2 separate regions of the Cyprinus carpio genome follow, and region 2 is linked to region 1. A link is a contact called in public Hi-C data. All regions are on one chromosome and are shown on one strand. Each heading gives the region's core, a stretch centred on a gene start, on an enhancer-like site or on the middle of the called end of the contact. The rest is flanking DNA. Distances are from core to core; before and after follow the strand shown.

What was found. A called contact is a pair of places that touch in the nucleus more often than the background predicts.
Region 2: a contact with region 1 is called in a Hi-C map of skeletal muscle, with 10 times the contacts expected there. The contact joins the promoter of LOC122136875 here to the promoter of LOC109054263 in region 1. A contact is called at or near these places in 2 of 8 Hi-C or Micro-C datasets (red blood cells and skeletal muscle).

The regions. Positions count from the first base shown.
Region 1 is chrB3:14,215,098-14,221,762 of ASM1834038v1, forward strand. It overlaps LOC109054263 (C-factor-like), which reads right to left and starts at 2,441. Exons shown (of 6, transcript XM_019071555.1): 1 at 2,242-2,441; 2 at 2,106-2,160; 3 at 1,764-1,951; 4 at 1,328-1,489; 5 at 1,107-1,217. The coding sequence starts at 2,388.
Region 2 is chrB3:14,977,895-14,984,559 of ASM1834038v1, forward strand. LOC122136875 reads left to right here and starts at 2,820. Exons shown (of 6, transcript XM_042721466.1): 1 at 2,820-3,428; 2 at 3,507-3,565; 3 at 3,706-3,833; 4 at 4,084-4,302; 5 at 4,421-4,525; 6 at 6,646-6,665. The coding sequence starts at 3,286. LOC109052204 (potassium channel subfamily T member 2-like) reads left to right here. Exons shown (of 30, transcript XM_042719837.1): 30 at 1-1,705.

The DNA of each region.
Region 1 (6,665 bases), core at 1,191-3,690:
CACAATTTGTAGATGAAGTTTTTTGCAGATTGGTGAACCTCAGCCAGTCTTAAATTCTGAGAGATTCTGCCTCTTAAGCCTTCTACACACTGCACGATTTTAGCAATCCTATAAGATCATCGCTGGTCACACTGTGCGACATGGATCTAATAAATTTGGGTACGACGATGACGCCTATTGATTCGTAGGCTTCGACGCACGTTTCTAAAGAAGAATAAAACATCATTAGTATGCGCTAGTGGTAAACAAAAAGAGCATAATGAATCACATTTTGACAGTTGTAGTTTTTATGTGTGCTGAAAAAAGTGGGAGCGGCAAAAGTGGAAGAAATAAGAGCTTGAGGTAAGTAGTTTTATGTTTTAGTGCCATGTCGCGATGATTTCATGTCGCAGTTTTACTGGTTGGTCAGTAAACGTGGGTCGTAACTGCGATGAACATGCTGAATTTCTGACTGCCAGAAAATTATCGTAGACTATCTTCGGTCGCAAGAATGTGACAACGGCCATCTTTGAACCTCTCTCACTGTACGACATAGGACCAACTATTAGGAGCCACGATCACAGAAATCGCCACGATTGTTTCACGATGCCAATCTTTTGTCTGGGTCAGCTGAAAATCGTGCAGAGTGTCTCGGGCTTAAGACACACTTTTTATGCCCAATCATGTTATTGACCTTGCCAATTAATCTTATTAGCTGCAAAATATTCCTAAAGCCGTTTCTTTTTCGTTTTGTCTTTTGGTGCCCCCGCACCAACTTTTTGAAATTTGTTGCGGCCATCAAATTCAAAATTACCTTATTTTTTCCCCTAAAATGGTACATTTCCTCAGTTGAAACATTTGACATGTTTCTATGTTCTATTGTGAGTAAAATATGGGTTTATGAGATTTGCAAATCATTGCATTCTGTTTTTATTTACATTTACAAAATGTTACAACTTTTTTTTTTAAACTGGGGTTACTGTATATCATACATGACATTTTGGACTGTTGTTGTTTCAGAGTGTTTCAGAGATTTCAAACATTTTGTATTTATATGCTCATTTTGATATGTTTCCTCCTTTTTTTGCTAATAATAAAACAAAATTGACTAATAAATCTACACTCACTTTTTCTCCACCCATTTCAGTTTTCACCCATCCTGGGTGAAGGGCCATGCAGAGGATCTCATCCGCCTTTAACTCTTCAGCAGATAACACAGTCAGCATGTTAAAACCTGCCTGGTATGTAAACATAGCCTTTGAGTTATACATCAACTCATGCCATCAATACTTCACGGTCAATGAGTAAGATCCAGTTTAACTTGTGCCAAAGCAGGACTTTAGTCTACCTTGCTAACACAATATGGCAACACTGGGAATTGTTTATATAAGGAAGGCATTGTGCTCATGGATCCCCCCAAAGTGGAGATGTTGATGACAGCTGCTTTATTAGAGGACATGCCTGGTGTCCCGCTGGCTTTGGCCGCTGTTTGTAGATATGGTAGGTACTCCTATACACAAAACAATAAAGAGAAATAACAATGGTGCAGCAGTGTCCAGTTAAACTGTTTTAAGCTTTTATTTTGGTACAATACTATGAAGCTTGCAAAATCTGCCATATCCAGTGACTAGTTCTTCCTCAAAAGCTCTAATTTTAGTAGTCTCTTTACAATAGTAAATGGCCCAGTCTAGATGTTTAGACATAATGCCACTGCACCAACACATTTAATTTTTTTTAAAGACAAACTGTTGTTTCAGAACTATTAACTATGCTTTCTACATTACCTTAATGATTAATAAGGGTCCTATCACGTTGGTGTTGAAGGTGTTTTTCATGTCTTCGGCACTGCTGGTCTGAATGGTGCCATTTGCCACAATGCCAGCATTATTCACAAGCAGGTTCAAACCATTGTTTCCCAGTAGAGACCCCACTTCCTTTGCAGACTCTTTGATACTGCATGGATCATTAGCATCTAGAAGTAATAGAACAAATAGCAGTTCTACAGTTCCATAATAAATATCTTGTCTCAGTAATAATATTACCGAATCTCAATAAGAAATCAATGACATCTGCATTGTTTCCAGTTGTATTTTAAAACGCACAAAGAAGGACACATGCACATTTACCAAGACGTATGATAGTGATCACACTTGGATGCTTTTTTGCCAGTTCTCTCAATGCTAAGAAAGATAATATACATTAAACAAGGCATATTTGGATTTCTCCTGGTGTTTCTATTTGTGTTAGTTATTTACAACTCACCTCAGACCTTGGCCCATCTGGGTCACGGCAGGTAGCAAAAATATGACGTTTTGGACAAGAATCCTCTGTGAGTTGTTTAACAGTTTCTAAGCCCAAGCCCCGGTTGGCTCCAGTGATCAAGATATTGCATGCTTTCACTGCTGCCATGTTCTGGCAATCTGCTTCGATGTGTCTACCTGTAAAACTGTTTTGTATGTGCAACCAAGTGAAAGCAACGCCCCATAACATTACGTAATATGCATTTTGCTTCATGCTGCGACCAGTGGCATAGAGCAAACTGCGCAGGCCCCCCCTCAAGAGTGAAAGGCGGGGCCCTCTCTGCATAATCAAAACTGCGAGTACAAGTGCCGTGCCATAAAGAGCTTCTAGTGAAAGAATGCAATAACGCATTTCACTTTAAAAACGTCCAAAACGTCCCTTTCTCCTATCATTTGTCTGCTCAAAGTCCTTCCCAATTCAAGATTCTAGATTTTATTTGTCACGAACAAGTTATATGACATACAACAAGCAGTGAAATGTATCAGTGTCTGATATGTCCATCTGACCTGCACGCTGGTTTTCAATGCTGAGAATCGCAAGTTCGGAAACCCTGCCCTGATTCATTGTGCTTCTCAGACAGGTTTTATTAGTTTTAGTTTAGAAAAAGACCTCTCGCCACTTGCCACTGTCACAGGGATGGTTAAAAAAAGTTTCAAGGCAGTAGCCACAACGCTTGGACGAATATATGCTTCAGAATCAGCGGCTCTGCCAGATGTTTAATTGAGCCCGTTACATTTTTTTTTTCTGACCGCATGGCACTTCGAAAGGAAAGCACCTGTGATGGAAATTCGGAGGGAATATCATCGTTGTAGGTCATTGCAAATGTTTCGGCAAATGCACGCAACTGATCATCAGCTAGGAGTTCACGTGGACGTAAAAAGCGGAATCGTCTCGCTATTGTATCCAAACCTTTGAAACGTTGTTTAAGCTGGATCAATACAAGCGTAAAACACACCGACTTTGAAACTGTTCTCGGGGTCTGTGAGACGCTGGTCCTCACTAGTTTCATCAAAGAAGCGCTTTAAAGGTCGTGCGCGTTTCTGAGTGAAACGGCAGCTGATGCCCCAGGATGCAGCAAGTCTTTGTGCGGTGCTTTTAATGTTCTAGAACTGATCTAGCAGTGATAAGGTGCTGCAAGTATTTTCCAGTAACGTAGCTGCTTGAAGAAGGTCCACGTCTTTTTTCTTTTTTCCTTTTTTTTCTCTGTGAGTGAGATGAATTAATACATGCTCACATTTAGTCTAGAAGTTTAGTTGAAATTATTTAAAAATCAAAATATTCTTAAGCTTCTATTTCAGTGGATATTGCATTTAAGCTCATTTTAAATGCACAGCAATACATTTCATTAGAAAAAAACAAAAACAAAAAACAAACAGGGATTTTTTTTTTTTTTTTTTTTTTTTTTTACAAATTCTGCCTCTCATTTTCCAACCCACTTGAAGAATGACCCATCTAGTCCTATAGCAGTATACAAATCCAAACTTTGATTCAAAATGGATTAGGCTATAGGCTACAGCATAGCAAGAGCTCTTAATCACTACAATTCTATTTTATTTAAGTTTCCTTATGCAAACATTGACCAGACTCCGGATTTTGAAATCAAGATAACGCAGTCAAAGACATAATTCAACCTCCCAACTCATGTCGTTCATTATAAACGAAAGGATGTTGGGCATGTGTAGTCACAAAAATGACAGAGTCTTACTCTCCTCTGGGATCGTGCTGCAGAATTCGTTTCAGCTCCATTCGTCTCTGTCACAAGGAGCCTGTGCTGATTAGAGGTAGAAATTATGATTTACGTAACAACGACTTCAGTTTGTGAGATGTCTATATTATGTACTTAACCCCACAATAGCTAAACATCAGGGGCCTAGCCATCATTTCAGAAGTGAGGGGGGCAGAAATGTTATATATACTGTATATATACAGTTTTTGAACAGTTAGATTTTTAATGTTTTATAAAGAAGTCTGTTCTGCTCACCAAGCCTGCATTTATTTGATCCAAAGTACAGCAAAAGTACTAATGCTGTGAAATATTTTTACTATTTAAAATAACTGCTTTCTATTTGAATATATTTTAAAATGTAATTTATTTCTGTGATCAAAGCTGAATTTTCAGCATCATTTCTTCAGTCTTCAGTGTCACATTCTTCAGAAATCATTCTAATATGCTGATTTGCTGCTCAAGAAACCTTTTTTATAATTATTATTTAAAATTTATTATTTAGTTGAGTACATTTTTTTCAGGATTCGTTGATGAATAGAAGGATCCAATGTTAGCATTTATGTGAAATAAAAAGCTTTTGTAACATTATACACTATACCAGGGGTGGTGAACGTCGGTCCTGGAGAGCCGCAGCCCTGCAGAGTTTTGCTTCAGCCCTAATCAAACACACCTGAACAAGCTCATCAAGGTCTGAAGGGTTACCAGAAAGCTACAGGCAGATGAGTTTTAATTAGGGTTGGAGCTGAACTCTGCAGGGCTGCGGCTCTCCAGGACCGGAATACGCCTCCCCTGCACTATACCATTCAAAAGCTTAGAGTCAGAATAATTTTTATTTTTCAGAAAATAAATTATATAAATTAATACTTTTATTTAGCAAGGATGCTTTAAATTGATCAAAAGTGATGATAAAGACATTTATAATAAAAATATTTCTATTTCAGAAAAATGCTGTTCTTCTGAACTTTCTATTCATCAAAGAAACCTGAAAAAATTCTACTCAGACGTTTTCAACATCATCATGATAATAAATGTTTTTTGAGCAGCAAATCAGAATATCAACATGATTTCTGAAGGATCCAGTGACTGGAGTAATGATGCTAAAAATTCAGCTTTGAAATCGCAAGTATAATTTTAAAATATATTCAAATAGAAAACAGTTTAGAAAACATTAACAATTTTACAGTTCAAAAACTTTTGACTGAGTGTATAGGCAACTTTATTTTTTTTCACTAATTTCTAGCTTTTAATTGGCTTAGCAATCAGATAACTGCTGTACAATAATCAATAATAATGATTTGTTAATGTTTATATAGGCTATTTATTACCTGGAGATGACTTGAAAAACAAAAATAAACCATATTGTCGCAATCGTATGTTCAATGACTTCATGTATCCAAATGTTTCTGTTTTTCTTTGAAAACAACTGTTTTCATACAGTGATAGCTGGACGCTTTTGCTAGAGCACCCCCGGCCTTGAGTATGAATGAAACACACACTGCATGAGTGTTTAGCGCTCCTCGATGTTCATCTCGCCTTCTGGGTCAGAATAAAACATCAAGTCATGCACAGACTATGCTGTCTCTTTGAGTTTAAATCTATATTTATTCACACCTTGAAAGCTCTTGTAAACCTCTATGCGAACACACTTGCCCGAAAAAGTGCGTGACAAATTTACCTGATATTAAAATTGGGCCATCCCCCGCGTAATCGACGCTCCTGCTAAACATTAACTTGCGACACTGCATTGCGTGCATTAGCCTACAGCAGAGATAGGCTATATGGAACAGTCTCAATGAAGCACTCTAACAACTACAGTGTCTCAACTGTCGTAGAGTTTGTACAGGAAACCTAAACCCGACGGTAAACCACTTTCAAATAAGCTGTTATGCACACTGGACGATAAACACCATGCAGTTGTGCACACCATGCACCATGCAAGGCAACAGTTTTTCAGAGAAATTTCAGCTTGACCGCAGAAAATGTAGCCTAGGCTATTATTAAAAATGTCTTTACACTCTTCCAGCCAAGGGTGAAGTCATTATGTATATTAACATTGTGTGAATTTGACTGGCGCTTTGGGCGTCAGGATTTTGAACAGCTCTGCGCTTTTTGTACCGTGTGCAACTGCCTTTTACTCTTCTGTCTCTTGCAACCAACATTAATATTCTCTTTATATTCAACGTAAATATATGTGCAGCGCCGGCACATGTCAAAATAACATCTTGTTTCTGAGTGGTGAAATCTCCTGAACCATCTCACCACAAGGAAACCCCACCCCACTTTTATTTTGGATACTATCCACTCGGGCATTTCATTCCCTTTTTCGGACTAGTTATGTTTATATTATATCATCTGTCTTGAGAGAGAGAGAGAGAGAGAGAGAGAGAGAGAGAGAGAGAGAGAGAGAGAGAGAGAGAGAGAGAGAGTGAGAGAGAGAGAGAGAGAGAGAACAAATAGAAAATATGAACGGATGCAGACAGAGTGAAGCTATGCTTTATTTCAGCTTGACCTGTAGCATTAGGCCTGTGCTGCCAGTTCAGTTATTGAAAGCTAAATAAAACTCAAGCAAAAACTACCCTGTAGAGAAATTGATTTCTAGCAATCATGTCAACCTTTCAAGACACGAGCTTGAGGTTTTTAATCAATATGCTTCTGTTTA
Region 2 (6,665 bases), core at 1,570-4,069, 760 kb after region 1:
TGAAACTGTTGAGAGATCACAATTTTTTAAGCTTTCATTGAATCAACTAATGGATGCTTTTCAAGAGCCAAAATTAGAAGAAAATAAAATATATATATATATGTTTTGCATAAACAAAATGAAGCCTTTTAGGACCGTTTTGAATTGTGATACTATTTTCATGACAATTAAATACATTTGTTTCGTTTTGGAATAAAAGTCATAGCTCGTTTTACATGCTAAAAAATTACTTATTTTCCATTAAAAATATTCCATTAATATATGGTAATAGTAATTGTCACGATCATAATGGTCCTAAAAGTAGGCTTCATTCTTTATAATTGTTCTCTTAAGAACATGGTTCAAATAAATAAAAACAATATTGCCATGCCTGCTTATTATAAGCACTTTTGGAATCTTTTTTTTTTATCAGTCATATGTTTCAGCCTCATGCTTTGCCCCAGTAGCACAATAAAGTGTTATGACTTCTAATATAACTTGTAAAATCCTTACCAAACTACGTTAACTTAACTTTAAGTAAGTATGATTCTGTAAATAACAGGAGGTAGAATGTTTAACTTAAAGGTTTATCTAATGTGTCTAGAATGATCCTATCAAATGTAAAAGATAAAAGCTGTCAGTGTATAAAACAAAAGAGTCTGTACAAACCAAGAGTGATTTTTCAAGATGAAAATGCCATCTTTAAGGCACAGGTCATCCATAATTCTAGTTCTTTTAACAGATTCTTCACCACAATTTGTGTTTCTGCAGGTCAAGGAATGCTCATGGCTTTGATTCCCAGGGAAAAACACACATAATGATAATAGTTTACTTTAGATACACAGTAAGATTAAAATGTATGATTGACATTCCAGACAAAGCAACTGGGTAACAAACAGGGAACATTAAAACTATTAAGTTTTAAAATACTCACAACGAACAATATCTGTTGAATCTTTTAAATGACTGCATAAAGTCAAAGTTTTTAAATCAAATTAACAATTACCAATTGTAACAATTAAAAATTCATTAAATTAATAATAAATCTCCAAAGAAAACACCAGATTCATTTTAAATCACATTAATGCAAATGGATTCCAAACTTTTGTATATTTAAGCAACAAATCACTTTTTACAGTGCAATCTAATCCTTATTTTCTTACTAAAGGACTTTCCAACGCATGGACCTTTGGAAAAACTCATTTACATTTGATTTATGTGTCAAATTATTTTTGATGCCAGACAGCCGAGGCCACGTAAGTGCATTTATGATGTACCTTGTATTAGTCTCTGTGCATGTGAATGTATGTTGAATAGCCAGCACTGCCGATCTTAACTTGGACCGCCAAAGGAACACGCTGCCAAATGCCCGTGGACGGAGTTTGATCTCTGTTGCTCTGTGTCATGTAAATTCAAATGTAAATTCAATGTCTTGTCAGCTGCTCTGAGGACCCTGGGATTCGTCAAGCCGTATCAGAAAGGCAGCGCTTGTACGTTTTGTGAATGTTTTCTACCGTTCAACTGTCTCTGGACTTGCATATTGCTTTGCAAGCTGCCAAAAAGGATCTTATTAAATGGCCATTGAACCAAATGAATGATCCGCAATCTTTCTCATTCTTTTACCAAGACATCTGTTGGTTATTCTCAGAGGAGGTTTTAGGAACAATCCTTCTGTGTCTTCAGTGACATTTTGAAGTCATCGTCTTTAAAGAAAATGTCATTCTTTTCTCTGTTTGATGTTTGCTTTGATAAGATCATCTGTTCAGCTTTGGGTTTGTGGGTTTATTTGTTTTATTCCCCCATCTATTGAGATGTTTCTGCCTCATTTTCAGTATAATATCCTGTTGCTGGCATGCATGCTAAAAAACATGCATGTATGGACCAAGGATTTGTTCGTCCTGCCATGAAGTACAGGAGTGAGTGAGAATGTATCGTCCTGCAGCTCTGTGATGACAATGCACTTCTGCCTTGATTCAGTGCCATTCAAACACACGAGCATAATAAAATCAACCAAACCGATGACTTGTCTCTCGTGCTTCTATGTGTGAATTCACCGAAAGGCTGCCAAGCACGTCAAGCAAAGCATCTCACCCACGCACACTTTTCCAAAAATTTGTTTTTTCAGACCATGACCCCTTTTTTAAATGTAAATACTGTATGCGGCCTACACATTAACAGGGATATTTTTAGAATTGAATCTGACCAGCTCACACACTTTTCTCTTTAACTGATGTGAACTCATATTTTGGTTAACAGAGAGAATTACTCACTATAATTAAACTGCAAACAGCACTCCAACACGAGTTCCATTATTCTCACAGATGTCCTGTTTCAGTGGTGAATGACAGTTTTAAATAAAAGTCATGTTTTGATGTGTTGCAGTTACAGTTCTACAGGGGAAAAGGTTGCTTTAGGACACGTGTCAAACACGTGTCAAAATTTCCAGGGGAAATGGCTATCAAAATCGCTCTAAACTCACATTCTGAGGGTCCCACTTTGGTCGAAATTGCGTTCCGGGGACGTGGGGGATTAGAAATATAATAAAAATAGATAGGGTCCCAATAAACAACAGATGATGAATAAGGCAGAAAGAGGTGAAGAATCAAGTTTTGTTTAAAAAGCCATGGCAGGCCTCAGATGGACTGTGCTTGAACAAAATCAGTCAAGTTCCAAGAAAGAGGCCATTTCTTAATCACTGGAAGAATTAGAGGAAACCATGATTCTGCCAAATGTTGCCAAGTACAAACACCTAAAAGCTCTACAATAGAATTATTGCAATGCTCTTCTTACTGGGGTTTCCATATCCACACTAAACAAATTGTTTACCATGTGTACAAAATTAAGATCCTGACTGGGACTAGGACTAGTAGTCTTTGCACTGGCTCCCGGTTAAGCAGCTTGGGCATTTTGCAAAAGGGTAATAGGGTAGGCTATTAGACATTGAATGTTAAAAAAAAAAAAAAAAAAAAGCTGTTGAAAATTTCCAGTTCCACTACTTGGGAGTTGTGCAAATATTTTTTTTTGAAACAACAATGTATTGCATATGAGGGTTTTCTATTTAAGTTTTCACAGAGACTTTATTTGAATAAACAACCACTATATCCCCACCAGGTGTACTATTGTTGCAATAACAAGCAGTCATTATAGTATTCTTGATTCACCATCTGATCATATCATTTATAATTTTCTCTGTCATATGTGCTGCATGAGTACAATACCCCAGTGCAGTATGGGCGTGGAGTTAACTTGAGTTGTATAAAAAACAAAGGTGGGGCAGATTAGGTGCCAGAAGCTGACTAGCACAACATGGCAGCAACGAAAGCAGGCAAAATCTTGATCACTGAAGCCAAACGGGGCTTGGGCTTAGAAATGATTAAGCAACTCTCTGAGAACTCTTGTCCCAATCAGCATATTTTTGCTGCCTGTCGTGACCCAGATGTGCCAAATTCTGAGTCTAAGTCTAACACAAATAGTGAAAAAAGGGAGATATTATAATGTGCCTTGTATAATTATGCATTTAATCTTCTAAAGGCATTGAGAGAACTGGCGAGAAAGCATCCAAGTGTTATAACTATCATACGTCTTGGTAAATGTGCACTTGGTACATTTAAAATTTTCTTGAAAATGCGAGAGAATTTGAGAATTTCAAAGAGAGTTTTCAGTGGTTTTTTGGTATCATTTCATTGCTTGATACTTTAGCACTAATGTTTGTTCTGTTACTTTTAGATGCTGATGATCCATCCAGTGTCAAAGACTTTGCCAAGAAAGTGGGATCTCTACTGGGAAACAATGGTTTGAACCAGCTTGTGAATAATGCTGACAGAAAAAGAAAGCTGATAGAAATAGAAAGCATTGTTAAGAGTTTTAAAGCAACAAATTGTAATTTGCCGGTATGGCCTGCAGGCTAGGGGCTTTCAATATTGTGTCACCAGGACACAGGTTATGAAGATGGTTGAAACAAGCTTTATTTGATCACCCTGACTGGACTAGTTTGGCCAGGCTGTGAGACCAGCTAGTCCCAAACACACTGCTGCATCATTACTAAAGTCAGCTGCTACATACAGTACATACAGTTCTACAATAGTAAAATGATTTGCCAGACAGACAGATGGAGTATGTGTTAAAATTACTTAAATAATTATTTATCTTTCTTTTATGTAGGAGTACCTACCGTATCTACAAATGGCAGCAAAAGCGAGCGGGACACCAGGAATGTCCTCTAATAAAGCAGCTGTCATGAAAATCTTCTCTGTGGTGGGATCCATCAGCACAATGCCTTCCATATATGAGCAATTCCCAACGTTGCCATATGGCGCGAGCAAGGTACGCCAATGTAATTCTAAGGCAATAGGTAAACCCTAACTCAATTCAGTGCATGTCTAAACAGTATTGATGGCACAATGAGATGATGTACACCTCAAACCTTATGTTTACCTATCAGGCAGGTTGTAACATGCTGACTGTGTTAGCTGCTGAAGAGTTTAAGGCGGATGAGATCCTCTGCATGGCCCTTCACCCAGGATGGGTGAAAACTGAACTGGGTGGAGTCAAGTCAAGTCAAGTCACCTTTATTTATATAGCGCTTTAAACAAAAAAGATTGCGTCAAAGCAACTGAACAACATTAATTAGAAAAACAGTGTGTCAATAATGCAAAATGACAGTTAAAGGCAGTTCATCATTGAATTCAGTGATGTCATCATCTCAGTTCAGTTCAAATAGTATCTGTGAAATAATTTGCAATCAAGTCAACAATATCGCTGTAAATGAAGTGTCCCCAACTAAGCAAGCCAGAGGCGACAGCTGCAAGGAACCAAAACTCCATCGGTGACAGAATGGAGAAAAACCTTGGGAGAAACCAGGCTCAGTCGGGGGTCCAGTTCTCCTCTGACCAGACGAAACCAGCAGTTCAATTCCAGGCTGCAGCAAAGTCAGATTGCGCAAAAGAATCATCAGTTTCCTGTGGTCTTGTCCCGGTGGTCGTCTGAGACAAGGTCTTTACAGGGGATCTGTCTCTGGGGCTCTTCTATTTGTCCTGGTCTCCACTGTCTTTCAGGGCTGTAGAGGTCCTTTCTAGGTGCTGATCCACCATCTGGGCTGGATACGTACTGGATCCGGGTGACTGCAGTGACCCTCTGACTTGGATACAGACTGGATCTGGTGGCTACGGTGACCTCGGAATAAGAGAGAAACAGACTAATATTAGCATAGATGCCATTCTTCTAATGATGTAGCAAGTACATCAGGTGTTTTGGGAAGTGTTCCCGGTTCCGGTTTACCTAATTAATGCAGCCTAAAAATCCTTTAACGGATTTGGATATTATAAGCGTATTAGTGTGTTATGTTAATTAAACTATAATTAACATAACACACTATAATTAAACTGCAAACAGCACTCCAACACGAGTTCCATTATTCTCACAGATGTCCTGTTTCAGTGGTGAATGACAGTTTTAAATAAAAGTCATGTTCTGATGTGTTGCAGTTACAGTTCTACAGGGGAAAAGGTTGCTTTAGGACACGTGTCAAACACGTGTCAAAATTTCCAGGGGAAATGGCTATCAAAATCGCTCTAAACTCACATTCTGAGGGTCCCACTTTGGTCGAAATTGCGTGTAAGCCAGGTTAAAGAGGTTATTCCAGAGTTTAGGCACTAAATAGGAAAAGGATCTGCCACCCGTAGTTTATTTTGATATTCTAGGTATTATCAAATTGCCTGAGTTTTGAGAACGCAGCGGACGTGGAGGATTATAATGTAATAAGAGCTTGTTCAAATACTGAGGTGCTAAACCTTTCAGGGCTTCAAGTAATAAGCAAGATTTTATAATCTATACGATGTTTGAAAGGGAGCCAGTGCAGTGTTGACAGGACCCGGCCAATATGCTCGTACTTCCTGGTTCTAGTAAGAACTCTAGCTGCTGCATTTTGGACTAACTGGAGTTTGTTTACTAAGCGTGCAGAACAACCACCCAATAGAGCATTACAATAATCTAACTTTGAGGTCATAAACGCATGGATTAACATTTCTGCATTAGACATTGCATAGGCCGTAATTTAGATATATTTTTGAGATGGAAAAATGCAGTTTTACAAATGCTAAAAACGTGGCTTTCTAAGGAAAGATTGCTATCAAATAGCACACCTAGGTTCCTAACTGATGACGAAGAATTGACAAAGCAGCCATCAAGTCTTAGACAGCGTTCTAGGTTATTACATGCAGAGCTTTTAGGTCCTATAATTAACACCTCTGTTTTTTCCGAATTTAGCAGTAAGAAATTACTCGTCATCCAGTTTTTTATATCTACTATGCATTCCGTTAGTTTTTCAAATTGGTATGTTTCGCCGGGCCGCAAAGAAATATAGAGCTGAGTATCAACAGCATAACAGTGAAAGCTAACACTGTGTTTTCTGATGATATCTCCCAAGGGTAACATGTAAAGCGTGAAGAGGAACGGCCCTAGTACTGAGCCTTGAGGTACTCCATACTGCACTTGTGATCAATATGATACCTCTTCATTTACTGCTACTAATTGATGGTGGTCATATTAGTACGATTTAAACCATGCTAATGCATTTCCATTAATGCCAACAAAGTGTTCTAGTCTATGCAAAAGAATTGTGTGGTCAATAGTGTCGAACGCAGCACTAAGATCCAATAGCACCAATAGAGAGATGCAACCATGATCAT